Linked DNA regions of Mus musculus: region 2 is linked to region 1. The links are chromatin contacts, called in public Hi-C maps. All regions are on one chromosome and are shown on one strand. Each heading gives the region's core, a stretch centred on a gene start, on an enhancer-like site or on the middle of the called end of the contact. The rest is flanking DNA. Distances are from core to core; before and after follow the strand shown.

Region 1 (7,555 bases), core at 1,490-3,989:
TACCTTATTGCCCTGTGCCGTTGGCTATATTCTCCGGTCTCCTTTAGTTATTCTTTTAAAGACTTACTACCTTACTGCACTTCCTTTTTTTCCCTCTTCTTTTAGACTTGATAGCAATTACTACCCAGTGGCTTTTTGAAAACTCAACCCAGGTTGCTTTGCTTCCCATTCTCCCTGCGGTATTTTGCTGCTTAGTGTCTGTCCATTTTGGCATCTTGTTTTGAGAGTATGATAGGAAGAAACATATATACTGAATGTTTTCCCCAAGAATACTTAGAGCCTTTTACAGAAGAACAGGTATTTGCCATGTGTGTAGACTATACCATGGAAGGAAAATATTTTCAACAGTCAAAGTGATTATTCTTTAGAGTGATCTGAAAGAGAATGGCTTCACAAATAGTCTACAGAAAAAAAAAAGTGACTTATCAAAGTAAATGTCACCAATCTTAAAGCACTATGGGGCAGTGAGAGTTGGCTTTCTAACTCCTGGACAGATTCCATCCTGGAGTAGGCTGGATGGTAGAAGAGCTCCTGAGAGGAGGAGAGGAGGAAGGAATATGGAAAGAATTGGTCCAATGGAATCCTTCATCATTTTGCTTGTCTAATGGTGGTTAATGGTTGAAAGTTTTAACAACTTGGAATGAGCCTGGGAGTAACTGAATAGGTTTCCAGCATAGTGTTCTCTGTAGACTTTAACCAGTATTACACCCATCCTTTCCAACTTCTAAGGGCATAGTTCTTAACGGTCTCTAGGCAGCAAGCCCAAGAAGCTAAGCAGCAGCGAGAAGGCTGGGAGCATTTGTGCATGTCTGCAACATACAAGGTCTGGAAACCCATATTTTTTTTTTTAGACGAATACAAAACCACCAGTACAGCTGTCTGTGGAGTGTATGCCTTCCAATAATAACCTTTAAAAAGAAAGCTCGGCGAACGGCTGGATTCCTGCGGAGATTTCCCCTATTCTGATACTGCTTTACGCAATGTCAGAAGAATGTGCTTCTCAAACGGCTTCTGGCTTCAATCCGTCATTTCCTTCTCACAGAGAACATCTATAACTTCAGCAATCCCCAACATTCCCGTGGACCCACGCAAATAAATAGCTCTGCCACCTCAGAAGCATCTCTAACCACAGGGCTTCACTAAGATGGGGATTTTCCAAGGGAGTCCTGGGATACAAAGCCTAGAAAAAAAGAGGCTACCTGGAGAGTTTAGAGCAATTCCAGACTATTTTGATAGACAACTTCCAATCTCAACACTCCATTCTCACGTTTGTACGTTTCACACTGATCTGAACATAAAGTGTGTGTATAATGAAGAAAAGAAAAGAAAAAAAAAACAGTATTGGGACTCTGGATGGCTCAGTAAGGTGCTTGCTATGGGACCCGTTGACCTGGATTCAATCCCCTGGACCCCACATGGTGGCTGAGCTCTGATCTCCAATTGTGCACAAAGGAGAGTATGTATGCACGCAAAGGTATGAGTGCATAAACACACACATTGATATTAAAATTTGATAGTATTGAAACTAAATGTGAAATAATCCCAGTTTTATAATTCAAATACAAAGAAAGACTAAGCACACATAACTGATATACCATCTACTTAGAATGCAACTGGGTGTCCAATCTCACATGCTCTAGGGGTGCAAAACGATGTTTGTGAGCTCCGCACTGGAGTCCAAGGGTGTTGGTTACTTGCTAACTTCTGTTTAACAGTTTTAAGTTGGTGGGCTCATGTAACATCTCAAGGCAACATGTCACTACTGAATAGTCATTGATCCAATGTTCCCACTGAGCACTTTTGAAAAACTGCTGTGACACTGGGACTGTGCCAAAAGAAAGGTATTTTTTTGTTGTTGTTTCCAACTTTCAGGAAGGGCAAGTTTGCATCAAGTCTACCACTACTGCCGGTATGTCCATTTCTGTCTAATTATATCACTAGCCAGGGAGCGCCTTTGAGGCTAGATTTCCAAGGCAAATGGGAAGGAAATATGCAGACTGGAGCTGAGGGTTGGACCAGAATAACTGCCCAATTTAAAGTCTTCAGCTGTGCCTGTGGTAGAGGCTAGGCTTTCTCAATCCTGAAAGGATTTCTACACCCAATGGTCACAGGTTTCCAGACTCTCTTAGAATGTGACTCAACTCTCCCATTTACACATAACAACAGTAAATCAAAAACCACCTCCCTGCACTAAGGCAATCACAATTGCTCTCCTGGACTTTAGGATTGTCAAGAAGCCTAGGGGAGGGGGAGGAGCTGGGGGGGGGGGAGGGAGAAGCAGTTTCAGGCCACCCGCACACGGTGAGGAATGTCGCTGTCAAGCAAGGAAAAATGGAAAGACGAAGAGAGAAAAAAAAAATCAGAACTTTTCAGACTCCATGAGCCTTGGCCCTGCCACTGATAAAAGTGAAGAGGAGGGAACGACTAGTTCAGCCTTGGAGGTACTGTCCCCAGCTCCAGCTCCATTGGAGAGTTGAGTCACCCTGGAACTTTCCCTGGACAGGCAGTCCCCGCCACCACGGCCATGGCCACGTCCCCTGCCCTCACCTTACTGAACACCTCCAGGTCGTCCTCGTCCTCGTCCAGATCCAGCACATCGGCCTGCAGCAGGCTGCAGGAACCGCTGCCACTCGGGATCGGGGCGCCGCCCCGCGGGCTCTCCCCGACCGCCAGCTCCGAGGAGCCCGACGCCAGGCGCTCGCCGTCCATCCCGGCAGTGCGCGCCCAGCCGGCCGCCTCTGCCAGCCCGGCTCCCCCGCGCGCGCCCATTGGCTCCCGAGGCGCCCTGCGCCTCCCTGGCCAGCCCAGCTCCTGCCCCTCGGCCGTGCGCAGACGCGGAACTGCGGGAGCCCGCGGCGCCGGGCCGGGCCGGGGCGGGAGAGCGGTGGGGCCTGCCCAGCCACAACCTGGCTCAGATCTACAGCCCGACTTTTAAATTCTGACTCTAGGAACACCGCCAGGGTGGGCCATGGAGATACAGAGGACAGGAGGTGGTGTTCTCGCCCTGACACAGCCAAGGGCCACCAGGTTTGTGCGTGAAGTGGCAGGATCTATATACACAACCAGCTGACCCAGCTTGATTTCCTGTTCTGAAAAGTGCCCTTTTCCCAGGTTGTGACTTTTTTTCCCATTCTCAAGTCTGTCTTTACAGAGACTAATGCAAAAATTAAAGACATCTGAACCTCCTGGTTTTCAATTGTTTGTTTGTTTGTTTTTTCCCATCGATTGGATTTTGTTGTCCTTTTACTGTCGAGTTAAGGAAGCTGAGGCTGAACAATTATTTTCAGCTACTTTCTAACATAGCTTTCTCCTGGAACTCTTCCTGAAGTTAATGTGCAAGAATGTTTCCAAGCTCCAAGGTCTGCCAGCAGCCCTGGGTATTGCAAGGAGAAAGAAACAATCTTGCATGCCTTTTCATACAGCCAGTGCAAAGCTGGAACTATTTAGTTGTTCATTGCTTGGTTTTTATAGATTCAAAGTTAATGAAAAATTGAGTACTAATTGATATATGTTAGAACTAGCTTCCATTTTTATTATTTATTCCTTTTGGTCTTCTCTCTCTCTTTCTCTCTCTCTCTCTCTCTTTAAATTTCTAAATGAAGATTCCTGTAAGAGCCAAATATGGGAATGCTTGACTGTAATTTCAACACAGGGTAGACTGAGGCAAGAGGACTTGCACTTTGAGGCCAGCTAATTATAACATAGGTTGAAAAAAGAAAACAGAGAGGGGAAACAGATAAAAAGCTTCCCAATTTAAATATTTTTATTTCTGGTTGAGACAGTTCCTCAATATATCCCCTTTTAACTATTTAAGGACCTCCAGTGTGTTTCAGGATATGACCCACATAGCATCCAGCCTGGTCACCGGCTACTTAAATGTACAAAATGTTCCTTTGCCTTATGGTTGGTGTCCTCAAAATACTGTGTTCTGCCAGTCTTCCAGGAATTATCTATAGTCCCATCAATTTTAGTAAGACTTGTGAAATGACAGTCTGGTCCCAGTTTCTCCTTTGGTTTTATCATACAGATTGTGTGTCTTACATTCCTTAGTAAACAAACCATAATGGGTTTTAGGTTGAGAACCATGAAATATCTTAGTAAAGCGCATTATGAGACATACTCATTCAAAATGACTCTTTGCTGAGCCCTACAAAGGATGCAAGTTATTAAAACAATTTATGTTTTCCTCTCTGATCTTACTGTCGCTATGGAGAGACGTCTGAAGTTTCTAATTGGCAGACTTTGAACCAGGAAACTCTTAATGATACTGTGACTCACAGAATTACCCAGACAGCATAAAAAAATAAATAAATAAATAAATAAATAAATAAATAAATAAATAAATAAAAGAGACTCTGAAAGATCAATAGAAAAAAATGGCAGATACACAGCTCAAATCACAGCCTAAAACATGCCCTGTGCATTAATGTAAATACATTGGGGAGTATTGTCTGGTTTTGAACAGCCAAACCACCTTCCCATGTTGCTATGGACAAGGATATCCCTGATTTGTCCCTGATATCAGCATTATGCTTTTTTTTTTTTTAAAGAACATCCCTACAATTGTCATTAAAAATGGTCCCATTGTTCTATTCCTTTATCCCCCATGCTTGACTCAAGTCATCTGGTATCATGAATTTTCACAAGGCAGAGAAAATCATACTGATCCTTGTCATCAAAGATGAAAGGAGGGGGGAAGGGGAGGACAATAAGAGGAAATAGGAAAATTCTACTATAATTAATTCACTCCTCAGTCTCCAACAGGCAAATCTGATACTCAACCCCATCTTAATGTAAAATACAAGTCCACTGTGCCTCAGATACCCAGGACTTGAGTTGTTAGCTGAAAAGGGGGAACGCCTCTGAGAAGCCTGTCCAGTATGTGCATCACTCAGTATCTGCTATCTGCTCTATTAGACTCCTGAAATCTCTGCTTCCCATTAAAAGGGGCTGTTGCAGGATTCTTCAATGGAGGAATTCTTATTTGGTACTAAAGCCTTTAAATTAACAAGGTCCAAACCTTTGAGTAGTGGTACCATAATGAAACTCTGTCCTGTCATTTTATTTCCCAGAATATTTGCATGATTGCTAGTCTTCATAATAGGCTAATAGCAATTAGAATGGTGAAGAAAAAGATAAAAAGTCCCACTGAGGGGCAAACCTGAGGAGAGTGATGAAGGTGCACCCTCCTTGGAGGTAACACTTCTAGTACAGCAGTTCTTTTCTTTTCTTTTTTTTTAATTACATATTTTCCTCAATTACATTTCCAATGCTATCCCAAAAGTCCCCCATACCCTCCCCCTCACTTCCCTCCCCACTCATTCCCATTTTTTTTTTTTTTTTTTTTTTTTTGGCCCTGGCATTCCCCTGTACTGGGGCATATAAAGTTTGCGTGTCCAATGGGCCTCTCTTTCCAGTGATGGCCAACTAGGCCATCTTTTGATACATATGCAGCTAGAGTCAAGAGCTCCGGGGTACTGGTTAGTTCATAATGTTGTTCCACCTATAGGGTTGCAGATCCCTTTAGCTCCTTGGGTACTTTCTCTAGCTCCTCCATTGGGAGCCCTGTGATCCATCCAATAGCTGACTGTGAGCATCTACTTCTGTGTTTGCTAGGCCCCGGCATAGTCTCACAAGAGACAGCTACATCTGGGTCCTTTCGATAAAATCTTGCTAGTGTATGCAATGGTGTCAGCGTTTGGATGCTGATTATGGGGTGGATCCCTGGATATGGCAGTCTCTACATGATCCATCCTTTCGTCTCAGCTCCAAACTTTGTGTCTGTAACTCCTTCCATGGGTGTTTTTTTTTCCCAATTCTAAGGAGGGGCATAGTGTCCACACTTCATTCTTCTTGAGTTTCATGTGTTTAGCAAATTGTATCTTATAGCTTGGGTATCCTAGGTTTTGGGCTAATATCCACTTATCAGTGAGTACATATGCTCCAACCCTTTAATATAGTTCCTCATGTCGTGGTGAGCCCCAGCTGTAAATTTATTTATGTTGCTAGTTCATAACTATAGTTTTGCTAGGGTTCACTACCCCCCGAGCTGAGAACTGCTCTTCTAGTATGCCATTTGGTTGTATACTCTGCCTTGAGAGAGAAAAGCCTAGAAAATTAAATCTATATCAAATCATGGCTACTTGCAAATGACTGGGTTGAGTTGTCAATGAATGGAAAGCCTCATTGGTGAAGAGATCCAAAGGAAGCCTGGGAATGGTCTTTTCGGAAGGTTCACGACCTAAGGTTTTTTTTTTTTTTTTTTCTTTTGGTATGTGAAATATCCCTAAAAGGTGACTCAAAGATAAGGTAGACAGAGTAATGCACTCCGGGATAACTCTCCCAAGAAAGAGCTCATATGCAGGTCATTATTATAGGAATTTCTTCACAATGCTGACCTGCTAGATTCTACTGTTGCATGTCTCATCTGCCTGTATACAACACAGACCAATAATGACACCCTTTGTAGAGCAGCTTGCTGGTATGTGGGACATAGCCAGCATCCCCATCCGGCAGCAGACTGATTACATTGGACTTCTGTTCTTGAGGATTGGGTGGAGATTCATGCTCACTCAAAATGCACACATTCCAGATACGAATGTGCTTTCCTTGTCATTAACATTTCTGCTGGCATCTCCATGAATGGATACATACATATGATGTCTTAATCATACTCAATATAAGCATTTCATATAATATTACATCTGATCAAAAAGCACATTTTGCAGCCTAGGGAGTCACCATGGGCTCATAGGCAAGAAATCAGCTCATCATACATTCCCATAGCCTAGACATTACAATGAACGAAATATGGACTGGCTTAGTGAACCGTGTTCCTTGCAGGGTTCTAAGAAGATGTAGTTTGTACCAAGCATAGCTATAGGCTAAATCATGTGCATGCATGACTTCATGTGGATGGAGCACATGGGCCCATGATAGATGAATGAAAGTAAGAGTGATGTAGTCACTGTATCCCTCATAACACCAGAACATGCGCTTCCGTTTCCATCTATCCTTCTGGCTCAGAAGTAACCCATCATCATTAGTATTATGCTATTATTATTATTAGTTGGGTCACAAATCATTGGCCAGGACAGATCACATGGCACTATTAAATAGAAAGAGAGCGATGAAGTACAGTCTCTCTGTGTGTTCAGTAGGCAGTGAGTCAAGACTGTTTTTAATAGCACAAATGACAGTTGTAACCTTTCAGCAGTTAATTCTAGGTGCTTAACACGAGGCAAAGACAAGCTAATACAGGGGCTATGACCTCAAAGCTGTGATTATTACCCAATTATCTGAAAGTACACAGTTCTTTACGTGAAATTTCTTACTGGCTTTGAGAACTCAGGCGTGTATTTCAAGTTATTAACTTCAATTTTCTCATCAGCAAAGTTGGGATAGTTAATAATAGATACATCAAAGGTTATGAAGATCAAAGTAATATGCATGGACTGAGTATCTATCTAAATCTTAATTGTTTTATTGCTTTTACTGCTAGCGTTATTGACTTAAGTAGTAGTATCAGACTGCCACATTTGCCCTGTAATTGCAT
Region 2 (7,555 bases), core at 1,343-3,842, 730 kb before region 1:
ATAACACCTCCCAACCTCCTTTCAGAGGGTATTAAGCAAGTGAATGAGTGAAAGATGTCCACATCAGGGTTGTACTATGCTTGGGAGATTTTCCGGTGTCTGAAAGTCTTGACCACTTTCCTCTGGCTGTAACTATTTTGGAAACTGTTCAAAAGTCTTGGAGAATCTGTCAGAAAGCATGGCTCCTAGATTCATCTTCCTTGGGCAACATTTGAAGTGCAGCCAGCACCCTGCAGATGTTATGTCAGGTGAAACTGCCACAGAAAAGCTAAAAAAAAAAAGGATAGCAAAGAAAAACAATGTAACAATGCAGGGAAGGCTTCTTTGGATACTAGACATATTTGTTCAGTCAAATATTTCTTTTTTTTCCATTTTTATTAGGTATTTAGCTCATCAGTCAAATATTTCTTAAATAAAAATTATCTTCATTGTCTTTGGAGAATAAGTACTTTGTGATTTGAATACATCTAGTGAGTTTGGTCCCTGTGGAACGGTCTATATTCTCATTTCCCCTGCCTTCTGCAATGGCTCAGTTTTCCTTCCTATGGAAAAGAGATATTTATGATATTATAATTAATCAGTTAGCTATATAACCAATGCAGTTTAAACAAAGAAAAACATTGACTCCTGTAACACACTAGTCGGTCATCAAACGTTCATCAAGTACTTGCATTCCAGATCTTTCTGTAGGTTCAACAAAACCAAACAAAAACTGGTCCTTCTTCCCTGATCGAGCCCACAACCTAGAGGGATGACAGACAAAGGTGAGACCATCATCCGGAGTAAACAAGACTGCCTTTTTGCAGATGGCGTGGTAATTAATTGTGTCTGCAGGGTTCACAGAAGTGCAGAGACATACCCTGAGCCTGGAAAGGTGGGTACGATTTCACCAGAGGGAGAAGACACAGAGGGCATTTCAGTCAGATGTCTACTTAGAATCCGTACCAAGAGAGTCACTTTATCAGTACGGCAATGATAAGTGACAGGTGGCGGGTGCCCAGAGGCACAGAAAGCAGCTGTAATTGCTGCTTTTCTTTTCTATTTTGCATTAAAGGAGACAAGCCAAATTCATAAAACAAAACAGCACCAAGGACAAAGACCCATGACAAAGAACCAAGTCTGGCAGGAGAACTAACAGTCCATAACTCTGTATACACCCTAAAAACCTGACGAAGCTCCTACCAGAGCTTAGAATCCTTGAATTTTCACACCACGCACGTGGATCTATGAATTCAGAAAGGACAAAGCATGTGAAAAGTGACTGGCAGTATATTTGGACAAAGGTACATTCACACAATTGAGCAGGCGTTCATTAACTAAACAGGAAGATGCAAAAATGCTTTGTTTCCAATTATAATTTTGTGGTAACCAAAAAAAGGCCTGTTGCTCCCCTATACCCATGCCCAACCTTCCACCAAGGGATCAATGTGATACATTTTAAGGGTAGAAATCTACGCAAAATAAATTGAAAAGGCATTTTAAAGGCCAAGGACACAACATTTTGCACACATACACATACCCACAGAGGCACACAAAAATAGACACGCAACACAAGCTCATTTCCTCTATTTGGCAATTGTAAATTAAAGGTTCACAGGTAGGCTGGGCATGGTGGCTTATAATCCTAGTCTTCACAGTCTGGGATAGGAAAAATGCAGGTTAGAGGCCAGCTTGGGCTACAAAGGGAGATCCTGTATTGTGTGTATATCCAAAGGGAGAGCCTATATTATGTGTATATCCAAAATACAACATATGGGAGGATGCTTTTGTAAGTGAAAGAGGAGTAAGCTAGTCGTTCCCCTGGACTATCCCAGGCATTATTAGATGCATGGTGATTCTCACTGGGGGAGCCAGCTCAACAGTACAATAGGATATGACAATGGTCTCTGTCTCACTTTGAGGGGACTCTGGGGCTTCTGGCTTTGGCACACATGAAGTCTTTGGTTTAGGCAGAAGTTATTATCTAGGTAGGGTAAGAACCAATACAGTATTGTGGTTAAGAACACTGACTCATCTCAAATGCTGGCTAAGTAACTGCGTGACCTTGGACAGATTACATCACCTCTCTATTCTGAAACCTCCTTTTCTGTAAATTGGAAACAATTGTTGGTTGTTACGAAAATTAGATGACTTAATAGGTGGGAAATGCTGCCAGTAGTGGGTAATAAGTAGGGCTTACTGCATTATATAGTTATTTCTTATTCTTATACCATTTTATAGAGTATGAAAAATTTATAGAGTACAAAAACAAAAACAAAAAAACCCCCAAAAACCAAAATCAAAACCAAACCAAAAACCAAGCCTTCCTCCCAACCAAACAACAGGAACGAGAACAAAAACTCACCTTATACTACCAATTTCACCTGCTAGTTAAGTTTACTTAAGAATAGCCAAGAAGTGGCATTCAGTGGAGCTGGAACCCTCATTTCCCAGGAAGAAATGCCTGCTGATAGTTAGTACAGACTGACAATGGAAGAATCTAGAATGAGCTAGATATAAATCTCTGGGCAAGCCAGACCCACTTTAACCTTGGGCTGGGCTCCTAGACAAGGCGGAACACAAGCCTCATTTCCCTCTATCATCTGACCTTAAATGTGGTTGATAGTGTCCTCTCACTGCCTACAGACATCCCGTGTCCCAGAATGTTAGCCCAAGTAACCCTTCATCCCTCAAGCTGCTTTTATCTGGAACCGGAGGCTTTCTGTAGAAACGGGTAAGGAAAGACTTGACTGTTTTGGTCTTAAGTTTGAAATTCTCAAGGCTGGGTCAGACCCTATTGGACTTACTGCTTAGATGGATGTATTTTCAAGGCAAATGGACCCTAATATTATCCTTAATCCTCTAAACCTAACTCTCTAATCTTAAGCCTAAGTCTAAACATAACCCTAACCAGAAATGAAGTTGAAAAAAAATACTTAAAATAGCTAGAACAATTCCAATGAGGTCCATATTTAGATTCTTTGAGTTACAATAGTGGCGGGCATCTGTCAGTATCACAAATAATAATACTATGATTATTACAATAAATAGTAATAATTGGAGTTAAAATTCTGGAGCCCAGTACATGCTAAGGTCCTGCCCTAATTGCGTCATAAGTATTAACTCATTTAATCTTTGTGACAAAGATTTGAAGTAAGTGCTTTTTGATAGATGAGTTTTTGAGAGTTAAAAAAAAAATACGTATTCATTTCTGCCTTTCCCGAGGGCCATATGCACCAGGCATGTAGTATTTATTGAATCAAATTTATTTGTAGGCTTATTAACAGTTTCTAGCAGAATTCATGTGGTTAAATTTTTTTTTTAAGCAGGAAGAAGATTTGAGAGTTTATTTAGAGGAAAAACATTTACAGCTGCCTTGCCTATATTTGTCCTTGGTATTTTGATTTCTGCAAAACTATGATAGTTAGTAATTATGAACAACACTTCAAATAACCTTTGAAGCAACATCTGAGGTGAGGATGGAAATGATGAATGAGACTTTAGATTCTGGAAATCAGCCTGACAAGTGAATATAAGATATTTAAAATAAACCAATTATACTTGGCTCTGGAAAGCATTATTGTGGATTTTTTTTTCCTACAAAGATTTGTTTCCTAATTGTGTTTACCTCCAGACACTATTAAAATTGCTTTTTTCTTCTAAGCATACATCAGCTGTTGAGGGAGGGGCGGTAGCAACATTACTGGGCAGTTCTGAAGGAGTAAAGAAACTATGCAAAAGTACTCACCAGCCAATAGTTTCCTTGTAATAAAAACGTGTGAAGGACTAAGAGGGAGCCAAGCATTAAAGCAGATAACAGGAAAGACAGACATGGCGGAGAATACAGCAAAGATACTTGAGAGTAGCCACTATCAGTGCCGGCCATGGAGGTAAAAGTGGCAGTTTTTATAAGCAGCACCTAGTGATTGGTTGAAAAGGGTGACATTGTAGTCTAGTGCCCTGAGCCAGTCACAGAAAATAAGAACAGAAGGAATAGTACTCTTGAGCAAGGTATCCTAACTTGTCATATTTAAAATGTAAAAGGTCAGACTCATGAAAGGATGAGGGCTAGATTAAATGCTTTTCTAAATACAGAAGTGATAAAATGGGTAATTCCCATTTCTTCCTCATTTGGGCCTCATTTGGGCCTCAGTTTGGTTATTTAAATACGAACCTGGTCATAATCTTACTGAGCTTGGTTTTTTTTTCTTTTTATTTTCCGTGTGTGTGTGTGTGTGTGTGTGTGTGTGTGTGTGTGTGTGTATGTGTGTGTGTGTGTGTGTGTGTGTGTGTGTGTGTGTGTGTATGTGTATGATATGTGTGGGGGGGAGGTGAGGGGTCACATGTGTGTATGCCACACTGTGTGTAGAGGTCAGAGGACATCCTCAAGTGTTGGTCTTTGCCTTTAACTTTGCATGCGACAGCCTCTTCTCTGTGGTTTGGCACCGAGTATCCAGGGATTCTATTGGCTCTGCTGTCATCTTGCTCTAGGAACATATGAAATTACAGATGTGTCTACATCGCACAGCACCCAGCTTTTGCATGAGTTCTGGAGGTTCGAACCTAGGTTCTCAAGTGTGCACGGCAAATGCTTTACCCACTGAGCCATCTTCCTTGTTCCAAAGTTGTTAGTCACAAGATTCTGTTCAGCAAGCACTCATTAACCAGTGGCTATGGGAATGGTAGCCAAGAGGAGAGGAAGCAATGAAATACTAAACAAGCAAATTGTCATGTAATTATAAATATATAAAATGCTAAGGAAAAATTATAGTGTTTCTCAGAATAGCAAGGATGTCTTGATGTAGACAGGTGTGTGTTGGGAAAAGGAGGGGGAAGAGGAAAAAGAGGAAAAGATGAAAAGATGGAGAAGGAGGAGGATGAAGAAGAGGTGAAGGAGGAAGAGAAAGAGGTGAAGGAAGAGGAAGAGGAGGAGGAAGTGGGGGGGGGAAGAAATTCTCTTTGAATATGTTATACTTTAGAACACAGGTAGGATACGGAGAAATAGGCTAGGCAAGGCTAGTGATGATAAGGCCGAGGTTTGGTAACTATGAAGTTAGGTACAAAACAAATGTCTTAGCATTGAGCATGGAGATCATTTGGTAGAGAGGGCTTGCCTTGATGATGGATAATGTCTTTTAGTAAAGAAATGGTAGAAAATCAGACATGATCACCCATACCTATAATCCTAACACTACAGGCAGGACCAGGAATTAAAGGTTATCATTGGCTCTGTAGTGAGTTTGAAGACAGATCAGGCTACACAAAACCCTGTCTCAAAAAAAAAAAAAAAAAAAAAAAAGGAAACAAAAAGAAAGAACAGAAAAGGAACCATTGACTATTTCTGGCCTGGCTGATTGGAAAGGATTAAATGAAGGCGGGAACATTACAAAGTAACAACAAAGCATGAGACTGATGCAATAGTTTTCTTTTAGTGTTTTCCTATCTACCCTAGCAAGGGGAGGATGTTACAAAATCATGGCAGAAGTAGATTGATCAGCATAAGCCTGATCTCCTGAGTGCCATCTCCCTAACCCACTAACGGTGCAGGCTAGAACGATCCACACTCCTGTCTTCTGACCTACACATGAGAATCACAATACCTGCGTGTATGTGTGTGTGTGTGTGTGTGTGTGTGTGTGTGTGTGTGTGTGTATGCTTGCAGCCAACCATTGGACTGAGCAAGGGGACCCCAATGGAGGAGTTAGGGGAAGGACTGAAGGAGCTGAAGGGGTTTGCAACCTTATAGGAAGAACAATATCAACCAACCAGAACCTCCAGAGCTTCCCAGGGACGAAACCATCAACCAAAGAGTACACACGGAGCCACCCAAGGCTCCAGCTGCATATGTAGCAGAGGATGGCCTTGTCATACATCAAGGAAGGAGAGACCCTTGGTCTTGAGAAGGCTCCATGCCCCAGTGTAGGGGAATGCTAGGGCGGGGAGGTGGGAGTAGGTAGGTGGGGGAGCACCCTAATAGAAACAGGGGCATGGGGATGGGATAGGGAGTACTCAGAGGGGAAACTGGTCAATGTAAACAAATAAAACAACCAATTAAAAAATCAAAAATCAGGAAAATAAAACAAAACAAAAAAATTAAAATAAAATGATACAAGTGGGATGGATGTATTGCTTTGTTTTTCTTTCAGAGGTGCCAAGATAGAAGAAGGTCTGTGAATTGAGACAGGTAGAAGGTGGCAACCGTGAGATGGCAATTGTTCTTCACAGTAGGTCAAGTCAACCTCCTGCTGGACAAACAGGCATAAACCACCTTCTGAGAATGCTAGAAATTAAACAATACAAGAAAGAACTCCTGTAAAGCTCAAATGGCAGACTGGAAAGAGGAATTTACTGCTCTTCCAGCCGCAGATTCTAAGGCTACACTATTTATGATGTCATTTGTTGTTCTGACTTTTCCCCCAGTGCTGGGGATAAGGGATTCTAACAACTTTTTTTGTACTTTACGCTGGATTCTGCAAATAGCCTCTGAAGGAGACTGACATTAAAGTAAAAATGATTTGAAACTTTATGCTTAAATAACAACTCACATATACAGGAAAACTGCGTGGCAGGCAATGCTCCCAGGCTTGGGAGGGTTTAGTTTAGAAGAGTCTTCCATGATGCTCACAGCTTGTGAGATCACGTGACATGAATTCTCAGGCAGGGGAGTCTTCGGCAGCGCAATGTATATAATCTCATTTTCTTCAGAGCAGACTTCATATGCAGGTTTTCATATCACATTTAGATATAAAGGATTGCTCTTTAATTGTGAGGACAATTCAACCCTTCCCTGTAGTGTCCTTCCTAGAAACAGCTTCTTTCTGGGATGATTTAGTGCCACACCAGGTAATGGAGAGGCGTCATTCATGTAGAAATACATGTGGACTTACATTGAGCTCTGGATCCTAGATAGGAATATGCATTTCATGTTTTCTATTTTCATAAAGTTAGAGGGATTATGTGAGCAAACCCCAACTATATAAATCTGTATGGATAACGGCAGCAACAACAGACAGAATACTTACAAAATATTTTTCTGCCAATCCTTAATTATTGATTAGTAAATTATGATCTACTGATTCAATGACTTCTGAATATCACTCCATCAGGGATCCCAGATTACTTGAGTTCTGTTTTATATCATCTGGGCACCAAAAGGAATATACAAAGTTTAGTAATAAGACTAAATCAGGTAATATTTACTGAGCAGCTTCTATGATAGTCCTAGGATTTTCCAGGTTTTATTGATATTTCATTGACATTTGAAGTGACCCTTTGGAATAGGCGTTATTCTGAGCTTCATTTTATGGATGAGAAAAATAGTACAAAAATTGGTCAGTCAATTGTCAATTAGCCTGTAACTTTAGCCAGGCTTGGAATCTGATTTATTTTTTTTTATTTTTTTTACAGATTTGTAACACGAGAAATAGAAACATATATATATATGTGTGTGTGTGTGTGTGTGTGTGTGTGTGTGTATACACACACATATGTGTGCATTTTGCTTCTTAAAAATTCTTCAAATATATATTTGAATATATATTCTTTATATATATTTGTATAAACAGAATTCACAACA

What was found. A called contact is a pair of places that touch in the nucleus more often than the background predicts.
Region 2: a Hi-C map of Sertoli cells shows a contact between it and region 1, with 5 times the contacts expected there. The contact joins the enhancer-like site here to the promoter of Snx7 in region 1. A contact is called at or near these places in 3 of 39 promoter capture datasets (the SN4741 cell line, hippocampal neurons and liver) and 4 of 484 Hi-C or Micro-C datasets (Sertoli cells, adipose-derived mesenchymal stem cells, cerebral cortex and 1 more).

Annotation. Positions count from the first base shown.
Region 1 is chr3:117,866,197-117,873,751 of GRCm38.p6, forward strand. Snx7 (sorting nexin 7) reads right to left here and starts at 2,740. Exons shown (of 9, transcript NM_029655.3): 1 at 2,548-2,740. The coding sequence starts at 2,709.
Region 2 is chr3:117,138,004-117,145,558 of GRCm38.p6, forward strand. No RefSeq gene overlaps it. Among named protein-coding and RNA genes, the nearest start is that of 1700061I17Rik, 64 kb to the left of the region's middle. Within about 2 kb of position 2,593, at least 19 of the 459 cell types and tissues checked have an H3K27ac peak or open chromatin away from gene starts, as enhancers often do. A contact at or near this core is called in Sertoli cells, where this site is marked.